Regions from separate parts of the Mus musculus genome. Here region 2 is linked to region 1. A link is a contact called in public Hi-C data. All regions are on one chromosome and are shown on one strand. The core of a region is the stretch at or near the end of the contact, and the rest is flanking DNA. Distances in the headings are between cores, read along the strand shown.

What was found. A called contact is a pair of places that touch in the nucleus more often than the background predicts.
Region 2: a contact with region 1 is called in a Hi-C map of the G1E-ER4 cell line, with 2.6 times the contacts expected there. The contact joins two enhancer-like sites. A contact is called at or near these places in 6 of 484 Hi-C or Micro-C datasets (the G1E-ER4 cell line, cerebral cortex, mammary gland and 3 more), 3 of 115 datasets of contacts at active chromatin or transcription factors (VIP interneurons, epiblast stem cells and fibro-adipogenic progenitors) and 3 of 9 other capture datasets (adipose tissue, liver and pancreatic islet).

What each region holds. Positions count from the first base shown.
Region 1 is chr8:119,943,347-119,951,044 of GRCm38.p6, forward strand. Usp10 (ubiquitin specific peptidase 10) reads left to right here. Exons shown (of 14, transcript NM_009462.2): 5 at 3,729-3,820; 6 at 4,355-4,464; 7 at 5,072-5,127; 8 at 5,333-5,436; 9 at 7,013-7,112. Among named protein-coding and RNA genes, the nearest start is that of Usp10, 37 kb to the left of the region's middle. Within about 2 kb of position 3,120, at least 38 of the 459 cell types and tissues checked have an H3K27ac peak or open chromatin away from gene starts, as enhancers often do. A contact at or near this core is called in the G1E-ER4 cell line, where this site is marked.
Region 2 is chr8:120,022,761-120,030,458 of GRCm38.p6, forward strand. It overlaps Crispld2 (cysteine-rich secretory protein LCCL domain containing 2), which reads left to right. Exons shown (of 15, transcript NM_001310635.1): 7 at 805-942; 8 at 3,302-3,362; 9 at 6,037-6,103; 10 at 6,506-6,636; 11 at 7,625-7,668. Among named protein-coding and RNA genes, the nearest start is that of Crispld2, 34 kb to the left of the region's middle. Within about 2 kb of position 3,586, at least 19 of the 459 cell types and tissues checked have an H3K27ac peak or open chromatin away from gene starts, as enhancers often do. A contact at or near this core is called in the G1E-ER4 cell line, where this site is marked.

The DNA.
Region 1 (7,698 bases), core at 1,870-4,369:
CTCTACAGTACCCCACCAGTACCTTTTTCCTTTTTTTTTTTAATTAAAATTTTATTTTATTTTATGTGTGTTTTGCCTGCATGTGCGCCATGTGGGTGCTAGGAATTGACCCACATCTAGAAGAGCAACAAGTGCACTCACCTCGGAGCCACCTCTCCAGCCCATTTTTCTTTTCAGTTTCACTTTGTATCGCATGCCTTTCACAGACTGTAAAGTTTTACTGCCAGTCTCCCAGGGGCTGGGATTCTACATGCATTGCTCCACCCCTCCGCCTCCCGCCCGCCCACCCGCCCCATTTAATAGATATGGGTATATTTCTTCTACCATGCACTGGGTGCAGGACTGGGAGATGGCTCAGTACACGAGAGCCCTTGTTATGCAAGCCTGAGCATCTGCGTTTGATTCTCTGTCATACCTGTAAGAAAGCTCTGGCCTGTGACGCTGTCACTGGGCTCAGAGACAGGGAGATCCTAGGAGCTTGCTGGCAGCAACCTAAGCTAGAGGATGATCTCTGGCTTCTGTGCCAGCCGGAAAATCGTAACAGCACAAGGAGCACTAGTTTTAACCAGGCAGGTCTGAAGGATGGGAGACACTCACTCTGCTGTTTACTTCAGTCACTCAGTGCATATTGGCCCTTTGTGGGTAGTAAGCTCAAGATAGCGAGTGTGTAGCCCTGGCTGTCCTGGAACTCAATCTGTAGACCAGGCTGGCCTCAAATTCAGAGATCCTCCTGCCTCTGCCCCCTGAGTGCTGGGACTGAAGGTGTGCCCCACCACTGCTCACCTATATTGGCCATTTTTAGTAGGAGTAACTGAATCAGGAAATCAGTGGAAGGAAACTTGAGAACCATGGAACTGGCATACTGCTGACGGGAGAAGAATGTCTGCACCACTCTCGGGAGTAAGTGAGCAGCGAGGTGCTCAGGGCTGACTGCCCAGGGCTTGCCAAGAGGCAGCAGTCTGGGGGCAAAGGGCAGGGCATGGAGCTTCTCCTGAAGTATCAGCATAGAGACGCTAAGGTGCTGAGCCGTTTCTCCAGCCCCAAGAACAATGGAGTAATTTTTAGGGAAAGAAAAACCTAGGTCTCTCTTCTCTACCTGCCTGTAAAGAGTTACCCTGCACTTGAGAATTCTACCAGAAGGCAGCAGTTTGAGCACTGCTTGCAGCAGTTGTCTGTCCTGTCTGCTGCACTGTCTGTGTCCCAGGTCTGCTTGCGTGCAGGTTTTGAACAGACCACTGGGTGGCGCTAAGAGACAGGCTCACTATCTTGGAAAATGGAACCTGCTGGTTCTAGAAGAGGACCATGCAGAAATGAGCCTTGAACATGTGGTTTCCCAGTTGGGAAGGAGTTGATTAGAGCTGGCTTCAGATTGGATTGCATTCTCCTGTGTCACCTGTGGGAGCCCCCAGGCTGTTGAGGTCACTCTGGTCCACAGAGGTTTGTTCTAGGGCTTAGCGCAACCCGCTTACCCAATTCCCTTTTGAAAAGGAATTAGCTCTGTCACATGTGGTGCTGGGTTCTTTTTTACACTGATGCAGCACACCCACACCACTAGTCTTACGGTGTGTGTGTTTTCACGTATGTGTGAGTGGGTGTGCATGCTTGCCAAAGGCATCTCGTGGTGTCAGAGTCAGCTTTTAGGGAGCAAGGTCTTACTTTCACCTATCTTGTCTTTAAAGCAGTGTCTTTTGTTTCTGCCACTTCACTGCATACTGTACCCAGGTCAGGTACCCACAAATTTGGGGAGATTCTCGCCTTAGCCTGCAGTCTCTCTGTAGCCCTGGAACTAACTTGCTGTGTAGTGATCATGAACTCCTGATGCCCACCGTTGCCTCCGAAGTGCCGGGATTACAGGCAAGCGTCATCACATAGGTCTCTCATTTTTTAAAAATGTGGCCCAGTCAGTGCCCGTGCCAAAGCAGGTGTGAATATCATGGTACCCCACCCCTTCCGACCTTCAACTGACGCAAGAAGGCTTTGCCTTCACTAGGAAAACAGAATTTTCTCCGCCCATGTGGCTCTAACTCCTGGGCCAGGCATCCCACTGAGCAGTGTACACTGGCTTCCACCTTCTTACCCAGATCTCTGGCTTGCTTCTTCATATTGATACCATTAGTCTGCACCCTGAACCTGAAGGTTGTGCGTGACCGTGGGAGTATTGGGACTGCAGCACGCTGATACCTATGTGTAAGTCGCCATTCAGTGTTCATACTTCCTGCTGTCCTTTATGTTACTCCGGATAGACAGACACCTTTCCCCCACTGCCTATTTTCTGATGTCTGCGCCTCCAGTCATCTAGCTGTTCTCTTGGTATATCTGTAGGTGAAGCATACTCCCCAGACTCTTTTACAGTCTGTGGTGCTGTCCGGGACAGTGAGCCCTTCATTACCTGTCTGAGCTGGCCTGGAGCGGGGCTAGTTGCAGGCTTGGGTGCACGCGGGATGCATTAGCTGTTCTTACAGAGGTCAGCCATGGTAGGAAGACCTAGCTTCTAATTCTGTAAAAGCTTGCCACACCGTTGATGGCTGCTGTAGAGCCTGTGGTGTTGCTTTGGGGTGTGTTTTTGTTTGAACACACAGGTTTGGAGGTTACTGTGATCATTGCTGTACTATGGATCCTTGTTTAGCCCAAGAACAGGTGGCAGAAGGCAGTGGGAGGGGGAAAGAGGGCGTCCCGCCTTACATAATATTTAAAAACATTTCTTCCTTAGACTTATTTGTTCCTTCTGTGCTTGCAAGCATGTTTGTGTGTATGTACAAGTGTGTGTGCTTGTGAGGTCAGGCTGTGGAAGTTGGTTGTGTTTCTACCACAAGGGGCTGTGAACTCAGATCATCAGGCCTGGCAGCAAGTGCTAGGAACGGCTGAGCCCACCAGGTAGACCCACAGTTGTATCTGGCTCAGTGCTGTGACTTCAGTTTTCTCATCTGTAAGAGGAGGTGTCAGAGTCCCTTTTTGGCAGAGTTATGACTATGCAGTTGAGTGTTACTGGACAGCTCCAGGACTGGTGGGAGCTGTCAGCATGCGTCTTCCTGTCTTAGATCTGCACACCTTTCACTAAGGGGCTGCTCTCAGTGGCTGTGTCTGGTGCTTCTCTGGAGCCTGTAATGGTTTAGTTTCTCAGATAAAGTGATCTATGGGAGCCACATCAAGCCACCCACTGTGCTTCCTCAGCTTACAGCTTTCTTAAAGCTGTAAAAAAGTGGTTTCCGGGGTGTCAGGAGAGAAGCCCCACCCACTTCTGAATGGAGTGAGGAGTTAGTGGACCAATGGCTGATCTCACTTCCATGATTGGCAGGAGCTGCTGCTGTCACTTAATACTCGGCCATTGAGCGCCCACTGTGGTCTGCCGGGTTTTCTGGGAGCCCGGTGGCACACTCCTGCCCCACAGTCCCTTTGAAGCTGGTATCCAGAGGACTTAGCAGCTGGTGAAGCATGCTGTCAGCCTTGGTGGGGATGCCAGTGTCTTCCACCTCCGCTCTCTGCTGCTAGCTATTGTGTCGGTGTCTCTGGCCATGGAGCGTCCTAGTGTAAACTGAGAGGATAACTGTAAATGTTGATGTTCAAGACAACTGCCCCCCACCCCTGCACCCCAACTTAGTAACAAAGCGGTGCTAAGTGAAGGCTTTCGGAGGACACGCTCTTCTGAAGGACTCTCAGCACTTCAGAAACGCCGTGCATGGATTCTGACTGCAATGTTAATGTCTTCATTTGCTTCTTCACTCTTGCAGAGTTATTGGAGACTGTAACCCTAATACATAAGCCAGTGTCATTGCAACCCCGTGGGCTGATCAATAAAGGAAACTGGTGCTACATTAATGCCGTATCCTTCCTGGCTGCCAACCCTGCGCCTGGCCACCATGCCCACTCTCCCGTCTGGGTGTGTTTGATTGCCGCAGCGTCCCCAGGGCTGCCGGCCTGCGCTCTGAGCACGGAGACTGGGCCATCACTCTGCCTGCCTCATGGTCGGTGGTACTCTGGAGCCTCTCCGCCCTCTGTCCGAGGATTGATCTGTTGGCTTATGAAGGGTAGAGTCGGGCATGTTCTATTCTCATTGGAGTGGTGGTAGACAGTAGGACAGAATGGCCGCGTAGAACTAGAGGCTTTGCTCTAACTAGTGGGAGTGTTTTGTTCAGCTAGCTAGGCTCTTGAGTGTCCTGCAGCCGGCCGACAGAGAGAGGATCCTTACATGGCCTTTACAAGGCAGCTGTCTTCTCATGTGGTTTACTCCTCTTTGTGTTTACATATCCACGTAGCTGAGTGTCCTTGGCTTATCTTTTTTTTTTTTTTACGTGCCTTTTAGAAAAGTTCCTCTGTGTCTGTTTCATTTCCTTTACACTTCCTTACCGACATTTAGACCCTGCAGGCATTGGTGGCTTGCCCTCCGATGTATCACCTGATGAAGTTCATTCCTCTGTACTCAAAAGTGCAGCGGCCTTGCACATCAACGCCCATGATAGATAGCTTGTAAGTAAAGCGCTCGCACACGTGCCAGTGGTCGGGGGCTCTCCCTGCGGTGATGGGAACGAGCGGTTTGGCCGAGCAGGTGCTCCCGGGGCTGACGCCAGCTCTCAGTTCTTGATTTGCTACAGACGAGTGCTCCACCATCTCCCCCGCCCTGCTCTTAAGTTCATGTGAATGCGTGCTTTGCCTGCATACATGTAAGGGCACATGCCACGTGTGGGCAGTGGCGGTCAGAAGACTTTGGACCCCCTGAACCTGGAATTACAGCTACTTGTGAGCTGGCAGTGGGTATTGAGAACTGAACCCTGGTCCCTTGTAAGAGCAACAAGTCTCTGAACTCCAGCCTCTGGAATTCTCCTTTAAAGGGAGATGTTGTTGGGATTTTCTATGGAAGTTGATGTGGAATATAACTGGAGAGTTTGCTGCCCTTCAGATTCCGTAGGAAACCCCGTACTGTTTACCAGCTTAAAATGCCATCTGGAAATGGTCCCATAACATGTGTAGATTTTAACATAAGAGCTCCTGGGTGCTGTTCTAGCTGCTGGTTAATGTGCCACCGTGCCCAGGCCTGCTCCTAACGTGAGTTCTGCTTTGCTCTTTCTCCATCTAGTGTTCGGCTCATGAATGAGTTCACTAACATGCCAGTGCCTCCCAAACCCCGCCAAGGTGAGTCAGAGCTCGCGCCGGGATAGGCGCCTTGTCACTGGGGACACGGAGCGAGGGGGTGGCGTGTGGTGAATGTGTGGTCTTACTGAAAAAAGTGTCTATTTAAACCAAGGTGTTTTCCCCGTGTGATGGGAGTTTGGGTGGATTTGCTTTCACCTCTCTGTGGTCTCTTTACTTACCAGAATCTTCTGTTTTTTTCTTGCAGCTCTCGGGGATAAAATCGTGAGAGATATCCGCCCAGGGGCTGCCTTTGAACCCACATACATATACAGACTCCTGACAGTCATCAAGTCGAGCCTGTCTGAAAAGGTCTGGGGTGCTCTGTGGTTGCTATGGAAACTGCTCCCAAGAACTGGGGGAGGGGACCATGCCTACGTCCTAGAGCATAGGGGCCAAGGCAAGAGGATCTCTGGGAAGCTAAGCCTAGCCTGCTACAGAGCAAGTTGTAGATGACCCTGAAGTGGCTGTTGGCGCATGCCTCGAGCTGTGACTTGGTGGGGTGAGAACTGGGTGAGGTTTATGGTGGAGACACTCAATGACTTAACACGTGCCAGTTACCCACATTTAATAGCATTGAGACCCAAGGACGGAGTCTCACTGGCTCTGCCAGCCTGTGAATCCACCGCTGATGGGCAGAGCCTGGCTTCTGAGTCTGACCCTTGTTGCTGCAATGTGCTTGAGTGGGGGGGGGGGGGTTCCTCCTCGTCCTGGAGTGCTCCGCCTCCATCTTAGTCCTGCTCAGGCTACAGCAGTGAGTCCATCAACTCAGCCATTGTAGCCTGGCTTTTCCTAAAATCCTGCTAGCAGGTAACTAAGGGCAGGTGAGCGGGTGGGCAGGCAGGCGGGCAGGCGGGCAGGCGAGCGAGCCAGGCGGCCTTCCAGTGGTCATTGTCTAGAGCATCCAGCTGGTCTTCCAGTGCCAAGTCTAATGCATTGGCATGAGCAGTGCAATGCAGGTATAGACAGGAAGCTTACTCAGAGTGGAAAAATAGTAAGAGAATGCCATTTAAATGAATAGTCTGGAAGCTGTATTGCTTTAAATAGAGTGAGCATGGACTTGCAAACTTTATATGCCCCAGTACAGGGGAATGCCAGGGCCAAAAAGGGGGAGTGGGTGGGTAGGGGAGTGGGGGTGAGTGGGTATGGGGGACTTTTGGGATAGCATTGGAAATGTAAATGAGGAAAATACCTAATAAAAAATTAAAAAAAAATAGAGTGAGCATCCAGGTACACAAAGACACCAGCTGCACAACTTTAGCTTTTCCTTTCTCCTCACCCGCTTCTTTTCCCTCCCTCCCTCCCTCCCTCCCTCCCTCCATCCCCCCCCCTTCCTCCCTTCTAAGATAGGGCTTCTCTGTGTACCCCTGTCCTGTGCACTCTGTAGACCAGGCTCAGAGATCTGCCATGCCTCTATCTCCCCAGTGTTAGGATTTAAAATCCTGAGCCGCCACCACCATCCCACTAGCTTTTTTTTTAAATGCCTGTGATACAGCTTTTCTTGTTTTGGAGTTTCACTTCCCACTACTTGGGATTTGGGGTGCTAGGAATGCCTCCCAAGAGTGGGGATTAGAAGCACAACCAGAAGTGTAACGACAGTGTGCAGATGCAGTGGAGTGGAGGTGGAAGGCACCCAGGGACCTTCTAGAACTGTGGACGTTTTCACAGCGCTGAGTGGCGCTATTGTCTAAGACCAGCTTGTGTGTACCAGTATCTGTGCCTAGGAGGTTAGCTATAGAAATAGGCTACAGAGTTCTCATGGCAACTCTGGGGATTTGGGTTCACTGGTCTAGAGCATTCATCTAAGGTGTAGTTTGCTCTAGGTGCTGGGGCTTCTATAGGCCTTACTCCAGCTGGTTGGAATTAATGTGCCCATGTCTGTCCTCAGGGCCGGCAGGAGGACGCAGAGGAGTATCTAGGTTTCATCCTCAATGGACTCCATGAAGAGATGCTGAGCCTGAAGAAGCTACTCTCACCCACGCACGAAAGTAGGTTCTTCTGGGTGAGACTGTTTGCCTGATAGTGGCTTCAAGGAAGGTCACGTGTCTGTGCTATCGATACATACACATGGGCATGCATGTACATGTGCAGGCATGCACAGTTAGAAGTCTCCTGTCCATCAGCAGTGCTTAGCATACATCAAAAGCCAGCTGTTGTTCATTTCCTAGTAGAGCAGTGAGAAAGTTGGGCTTGGATAACTGAAATGTACCCAGCTCACGCACATGTTTCAACTTTTACTCTAGAGGGAGATTCTATAGTTCCTGTTCCGTTGCAAAGGCTTTGCTCGGGCTTAGGCTTCCGGGGGGGTAGAGTCCATCACAGCGGAGGGCACACTGGCAAGCTAGATGACCACGCTTACCCACACACAGCGAGCAGAGAGTGGACAGAGCATAGAGCCAGGCTGTAAGCCCCAGCCAGTAATGTCCTCTCCTCCAGCCAGCCTCTGCTGCCTAAGCAGTGCCACCAGCCGAGAGCTAAGTGTGGAGTTCCGTGAGAATTTCACATTCAAATGACCTCTGAGATACAGAAAGACAGAAGCGAGTGGGAAGACCCCCGTGGGTGCAAGCTCACTCC
Region 2 (7,698 bases), core at 2,336-4,835, 80 kb after region 1:
CTGTGAGCCGAGAAAACCCTTCCCTTCCACTCTTGGTCCTGGTGGTTATCACATCAATAGAAAGCCAATGAGGGCGTAGGGTCTCCTTATGTAGCCTAGATAGTCGTGTTACTCACGATATAGCCGGGCTGACCTTGAACTTGAAGCAATCCTCCTGCTTCAGCCTCCCTGCACACTGAGTCACTGTGCCCGGCCCCGTCCAGGGTTGAGACAGCAAATCTCCATGGCTGAGCCAGGCTTGAGCCAGGCGAGGGGTTGCTGTCACTAGGGGTAGAAATGAGGCATGAGTCTTTGTGACTTTGCCCCAACAAATCTAGGAAGCAGAAGGCTCTCTGAGAAAGCTCCAATTCTGGGGCTAAGGTAGGGATGGGGACAGACAGTTTTGTGGAAGAAGAGGTGCGACACTGATGTCCAGGTGTGGCTGCTGCACCCCACCCTCACGCAGGGCTGCTTCTCTGAGGTCCAGAGTAAACATGGATGCAAGCTGACCGTCCTCAGGGCTGGTAGAATTCCACCTGGGCAGGCCTGTCCTCAGCCTAACCTCCGCTCTGCGGATGAAATGACTCTTTGTGAAGCCAAATCGCAAACGAGTTCTGTCTGTAAGGTGCTTTTTTTCCAAAGAGGATTTTTAGGGATGGATCTAGTGGCTAAGGTGCTCCCTGGAATGTGGGAGGCAGAGGCGAGTGGATCTCTGAGTTTGAGGCTAGCCTGGTCTATACAGTAAGATCCTGCCTTAAGGACAAAAACAAAACCGAAGGGTATTTTGGTCAAATCCCGAATGTTCTCTTTCCCCCTTACCACCAGCAGAAAAGCCTCACAAGCATAAACCAGAGGTGGATATGATGAACGAGGTGGAATCGCCCCCTGCTCCAGAGGAAACCCATGTCTGGGTTCAGCCCAGGGTGATCAAGACCAAGAAGACCCCAGTCATCAACTTCATGAGTGAGTTGCCGTCTCCAGTCTCTGGAGTGCCTGCCCCCAAGCCATCTTTGACAGGGGTTGGTGCAGAACCAGAGCTGGGTATCCTGGCGATAGAGACAGGGTGGGGTGGAATTGGCTGGGTGCAACCCCAAAACTTATTTGAGAAAGATGCTTTTAAGTCACAGAAATGAGCCTTACTGGAGGATGCTGGCTGGCTCTTTTTTCCAAGCTGGGTGTTTGCTTGTTTGTTTAAATGTAGAGCCTCAGGGCACCCAGACTGCTCTTGAACTTGCTATGCAGCCAAGGATGACCTTGAACTCTTCATCCTTGTTTTTCCACATCCAGTGAACCTAGTTTAATGTGGTGCTTATGACAGAACCCAGGGCTTCTTGCATGCTAGCCAGGCAAACTCTGTATCCACTGAGCTACTCTCCCCTGCCCCCCAAGGCAGCTGTTTTAATGTTAGATTTCCCTGGGGCTTTCAAAGGGACTCTGGGAGGAAGCTGGGTTTCTCTGGGATATACTAGCCGCTGGGAAATCAGAACACAACACATCCAGGCTGGTTCTGGGATGGTCCACGCATCCTTTCCCAGATTCTGTCTCTCTCAGATCAGCCCCTTGCTCCGCTCTGTAAGGCATCATTTGCTTATCCATACAAGAAGGGTGACAACACCCATAGCTACAACAGGCTGACAGCAAAGATGGCTCATAGCACTGTGAGTGCAGCACACAGAGTCAGCGGATAGCTCCCTTCACATTGAGACCAGTGCGGACTGCTTCCAGTCCCCACCCTTTGGGTGGATATTTGGGATCTCCATAGACTTCTGGAAATCCCGAAATATGAATGGTTCCAAACTTACCTCTCTGCCCCTGGACATCTCACCTCCCAATGCTTATTGCGTCCCTGCCCAGCTAGCCCTCAGCTGCTGTCTGGTTGGTATGTAGGAACTGGGTAAACAGCCACCTTGGCCGAGGGATAGGCTGATGAGGTGCCTCTTACAGCCGGGCCACTGGGCGTGCCGAATGTCTGGGGTTCCCTGTCTCTGAGCATTAGAGGGTACAACAGTGGTCCCGCCAGAGAGAGGTGTGTCCACTCTTCTAAGATACCCCATAGTTCTTTCCCGGCACGAGGCTCTTTTGGCTTTCAAACATGTCATACAAACTACGGTGACTGAATAGCCAGGAAGTATGCTGGTGCCCCGATTGTTCCGACAGGACCAGTTTTAATACTGTACAATGACAATCTTGTTCATCTCTTTTTTTAGATTTGTTTTGACTATTTTCAATTCTGTGTAAGCCTGCCTGTGGATAGGGTGCATCAGCGCAGTGGTCCACAGAGGAGGTCAGAGCCCATGGAGCTGGAATTACAGACTGTCTGACCACGGGCACTGGGAGCTGAGCAGTCCTCGGCAAGAGCAGTGTGGGCTTGTAACCGCTGGGTCGTCTGTAGGCCCCTTGGTAGTTTTCCCTTAAGCAACACTGCTCCCAAGTCCCCAAGAAGTCTTTATAAAACAGACGGCTGTGGAAATGTTGGCAAAACTCATATTGGTTGTGAGAAACAGTGTGGGTCAGAATAGCCAGGATCCCTGTGTCCAGGCTAGAACGAGGGCTCTCGCAAACCCCGCTGCCTTTAAATTTACCCTCTCACATCTAGCCTTTATAGACATCCCAACCCTGTGTATAGTTAGCCTACCACAAGCCACACCCCTTGTACAGCCCACCCCTTGGTAAGCTTTACCTTCCTAGACCCAAGTGGGGCTGTGGGTACTGACTGTGTGTCAGCTAACATTCATGGTCACATGTTTTTGTTTTTTTGTTTTTTTAATTTAATGCCCACAAGAACCTTTTGAGATGGGCACTGCCCCCATTTGTTTTGCATGAGGGTGGTGGTTGGATACCAGTAGGAAATAACTTATGCAATGCCACAGCCACCTCTGGTAAGTGGTAAGTCTGGAGCTGGGCATGGTCATGGAGATCTGTCATCCCAGCATTCTGGAGGCAGAGGCAGGAGGATCTCAAGTGAGTCCAGCCTGGGCTAAGAGTGAAAACGTGTCTTAAAAATTACTAGACGCTGGGCGGTTCATGATTTTAATCCCAGCACTTGGGAGGCAGAGGCAGGCAGATTTCTGAGTTCCAGGCCAGCCTGGTCTACAGAGTGAGTTCCAGGACAGCCAGGGCTACACAGAGAAACTCTGTATCAACAAACAAAGGAAAAAAGAAAATCAATTCCAGGTCTGTTGTTCCAGCTGTAGCCAGCAGCCGCTGCTGCACTTGCTCTTGTGGCCTGGATTCCAGAACATTCCAGAATGTCCCTGGGAATGGGGGAGGGGTCTTCTAACCCTCTTGGCCTCATGGTCCCATTCCCCCGTGTCTCTCCTAGCCCAAGTGGTCCACTGTGACACCAAGATGAAGGACTCATGCAAAGGATCCACGTGTAACAGGTGAGGACCCAGCGGGGCTGGGCTGGGCTGGGCTAGCTGCCCTTGGGACCCTCTTGAGGTATATGTCAGTCACATGATCTGCTAAAGCCCTGCTTCCTACTCTACCCTGAGCCTCTTAGAACCACAGGGGTGGGGGGCAATAGCACTCATACAGTTAGCACAATGTATACCAGATTGAGCTAGAAGCTTCCATGTCTGACATGTGCTGATTAGATTAACCGCGATACTTGTCTGTCCCCCGGAACTGTTACATCTTGCTATCTCCCAACCGTGACATCCTCTGTCACCCCTGACCACTGCCTCCCATTGAGCACTTGACTGACGAATGATCCATCTCTGTCACATGTCACCTCTCACTCCTGGGGTGCATGAGACATTGAGATAAGACACCCCATATATTATGGGATATTGAGAAAGTCCCTTGATCTCTACCAAATGCCAGTGGGGGCAACTAAAACTGTCCCCAGGCTGTGGGCAGTGTATTCTGCCAGGCACATGTTACTGCCAAGTGCTTTGTCTCTGGTCCAGAGAGTGCTACAGCCTGCAAGGCCCCCATGGAGTATATTGTGGGAGTGACACACCTGAAAATGCTCTTATTGTAACCAGTGTATCTCAACCCTGATGGGTGCTGGCAAACCAGTTCTCATTCCAGTCCTGTGGCCCACCCATTAGCATGAGTCCTCCTCTTGGGGCTGGCGTCAAACTACCCGAGGTTTAGCCCAGAGCCTGGGGTCTCTGAGGATTTAACAGGATTCCCTCTCTAAACAGAACATGAGTTCTGAGCAGGGGTAGGGGGTGGGGGGGGGCTGGGGAGGTACACTTATCTGGGGGAGTGTTTAGAAGGTATCACTCAAGGTCTCTACCAAGGGACACTGGTACCATCTGAGCCTATCATGAACTGAGTGAGTTATTTGAAGCATCCTTTGGAAGGAGAAGGTGGCTATCCACATTACCCAACCGACCTGGATCCCAGTGTGTGGGAGAGCCCTTCACTCACACAGGAGTGACAGGAAACAGGGTAGCCAGGATGTGGCTGTCCCAAGAGCACACCCACCGGGTGCCCTGCACAGCAGTGGGGGACCTTTGCAGAACTGTCTTGTGAGAGGAAACCACTGAGCGATGGTGACACAAGCCAGATGTGGTGGAATGACCATGCCTAATAAACCCAGGGGGACATTCGCTGTCTGCATTGCATGAACTGAGCGTCAAGCAGGTACTCCCGGACCACATCTTTTGAGAGCTCTGGGGCTGTCTAGGCTCTCAGAAGATGTCATACATTGTCAGATGGCTCTCCCTGGGCAGCCAGAGGCCCAGGGTCTGTTTATAGAGGCTTCAGAGTCGTCCAGTCAGTCAGGGCAACTCAACCCAACACAACCTATGGCAGTCCAGCCTCACTATAAAAGAGACAGCCACCGGGCTTCCTTATAGCCTTCGACACCGGAAGGTATCTTATTCATTATTTCATTTAGAAAACAACAATCGATAAAAGAAAAAAAAAAAAACACAAACCCCACCAAGCCAGAGCCTCATCCACATGACGGGTGCCCTCTCTTCTTTATCCGTGTGCCTGAGGCTGATCCTGCTCATGGGCTCACTGGTCCTTCTCCATACTCCACCAGCGCTCCTCAGGCTCTGTTTATAGTAGCCATGTAACAAGCTGACATCTGGTGATGCAAAGCTACGTTTGGCTGTGGCTCTGTCACCTGCTGCCATCTGCCTAGTCTTTACAAGTCCCAGTACACTTGATGTGCAGTTGGAGTAGCTTGCTGACTTTTTCCTGGGCACGTACATATTTGGAGGGGAGGTTGGGGGCACGGGGTCTGTGACATGGACTTGAAGATTTTCCTATAGGTTAGTGTTTGGTCTGTGGTGAGCAGGGGGAATCATCATTCTATATTAACCTCATTAAATAACAACAACAACAATAACAACAAATCCTGGGTGGTAGAGATGGCTCAGTGTAGGCGAAGGCTTGTTGTGCAAGTATGTGAAACAGAGTTTAGGTCCCTAGCATCTTCGTAAAAGTTGAGTGAAGGTCTGTACCCCAGCACTGGGGAAACTGAGGAAACAGAAAAAGGTGGGTCCCGAGGATTTACTGGCCAGTTTGACTCACTAACCAATGGAGCCCCAGGTTCAAAGAGAGACTGGTCTCAAAAAAAAAAAAGGGTGTAGAGTAATCAAGGAAGATCTAATACTACACACACACACACACACACACACACACACACACACACACACACACTGGGCAATGTATGCCTGCCGTCCTAACACCAAGGAGACAGAAACGGGAGGATTGTCACAAATTCGAGGCTAGTCCCAACTACATAATTAGTTCCAGGTCTTACTAGGCCACAAAGTAAGACTCAGCCTCTAAACAAACAAATGGACTAGAGAGATGGCTCAGCAGCTAAGAACGGTTGCTGCTCTGTGTGAAGACCAGGGCTTGAATCCCAGCACTCACAGGGTGGTTCACAAATGCCCGTGTCTGCCTCTCCAAGGGATCTAACTAGCTCTTCTGGCATCTGCAGGCACCTACACCTCTATGTGCACACAGAAACACACATGGTGGTTCACAACAGAGAGGTCCATCAGTGACATGTTTCTCATCACTAGTGAGGAAGCGTGGCAATGTCACTGGGTGACCTCACCAACGAGCTTTTCATTTGCCCCTCAGGTACCAGTGCCCAGCAGGCTGTCTGAGCAACAAGGCGAAGGTCTTTGGCTCTCTGTTTTATGAAAGTGTAAGTATAGCCAGTGATTCTTTGCATCAGAGACAGGAAACCCCACCAGGTAGCCTAAAGTCAGTGGGACGTTTAGACATAGGTCTCTCCTTAGCTCAATCTGGAACGCCCGAACGGACCGCTCTGAATGGACTCAGGACTTCAAAGACACTAAAACCACTTCTGGGAACTGGTACCGAAAGTCTCTGCCGTTCAGGGGTCAGCATGCTCAGCTGGAAGGGCTTAAGCAGCCAGGATGAGTTCTTAAGCCATCCAGGAAAAGGATGTAGCTAAGGATAGCGGGGAATGGTCGGTGGGCTGTGTTTCGGTCCAAGTGTTTGGGTTTGGGTTGGCCGGGGACAAGTGCCTCAGATGGTCCTGGAAGAGGAACTCCACATTTGTGCTCTCTCTTCCACTCTGTAGTCTTCCAGCATATGCCGAGCTGCTATCCACTACGGTGTCATCGATGATCGAGGTGGCCTGGTGGATGTCACCAGGAATGGGATGGTACCCTTCTTTGTCAAGTCTCAGAAAAATGGCATGGAGTCCCTGAGGTACCTGTCCTCCGTGTGTGTGTGTGTGTGTGTGTGTGTCTGTGTGTGTGTGTGTCTGTGTGTCTGTGTGTGTCTGTGTGTGAGTGTGTTTTGGGAGGGTGATCCTTACTGTTTTCCTTTCTTTCTTAAGATTTATTTATTATTATATGTAAGTACACTGTAGCTGTCTTCAGACACACCAGAAGAGGGCATCAGATCTCATTACAGATGGTTGTGAGACACCCATATGATTGCTGGGATTTGAACTCAGGGCGTTCAGTAGAGCAGTCAGTGCTCTTAACTGCTGAGCCATCTCTCCAGCCCTATCACTGTTTTCTTATTGTAGAAGTGGTTTTGAGGGCTGGGGAGTTGGCTCAGTGGGTGAAGTGCTTGCCATGCAAACACAGGAACCCGTGTAAAAAGCCATGTGGGGCGTGTATTTGTAATCCTGGCACTGGGGAGGCAGAGACAAGAGAATGCCCAGAACTCCATGGGCAGCTAGCCTACTTGCTGAGTGCCAAGCGAATAAGAGACCCTGTTCCCAACGTCCTCCCCATGAAAATGTGGACGGTCTCTGAGGCCCATCTCTGACCCTCACACATATACGCACATGCTTGCACATGTGCCCACAAGCATACCCTCCCCCACCCCCACGTATTATTGAGACTTTGGAAGCATCTAAGGAAACAGGAAAACAAAAGACAGCCAGTGTCCCACAGTTGACACTCGCCTGTGAGCCACAGCTGATCCAGTCCAGGGTCACCTAGGGTTGGGCCAGCCACATCTTAGGCATTTAAGATCCTTTATTCTGGCTAAAGCAGGATCACCACGAGTTTGAGGCTAGCCTGTGCTACAGTGCATTCTAGCCCTGCCGGAAACCAAAAAAAAAAAAAAGTATTGTTCTAAGAAGGGGTCTGAGGGCCTCCCTAGGCTGCAGTTTCAAGCAGGGCAGTGTGAGGTGTGGCCTGCTTGGAACCTAGTATGTACTGATTCGTGTTTTCTTTTCCAGCAAATACAAGCCGTCTAGCTCCTTCACTGTGTCAAAAGTGACAGGTAAGCCGGCCAGGCCCCGAGGGAACTGAA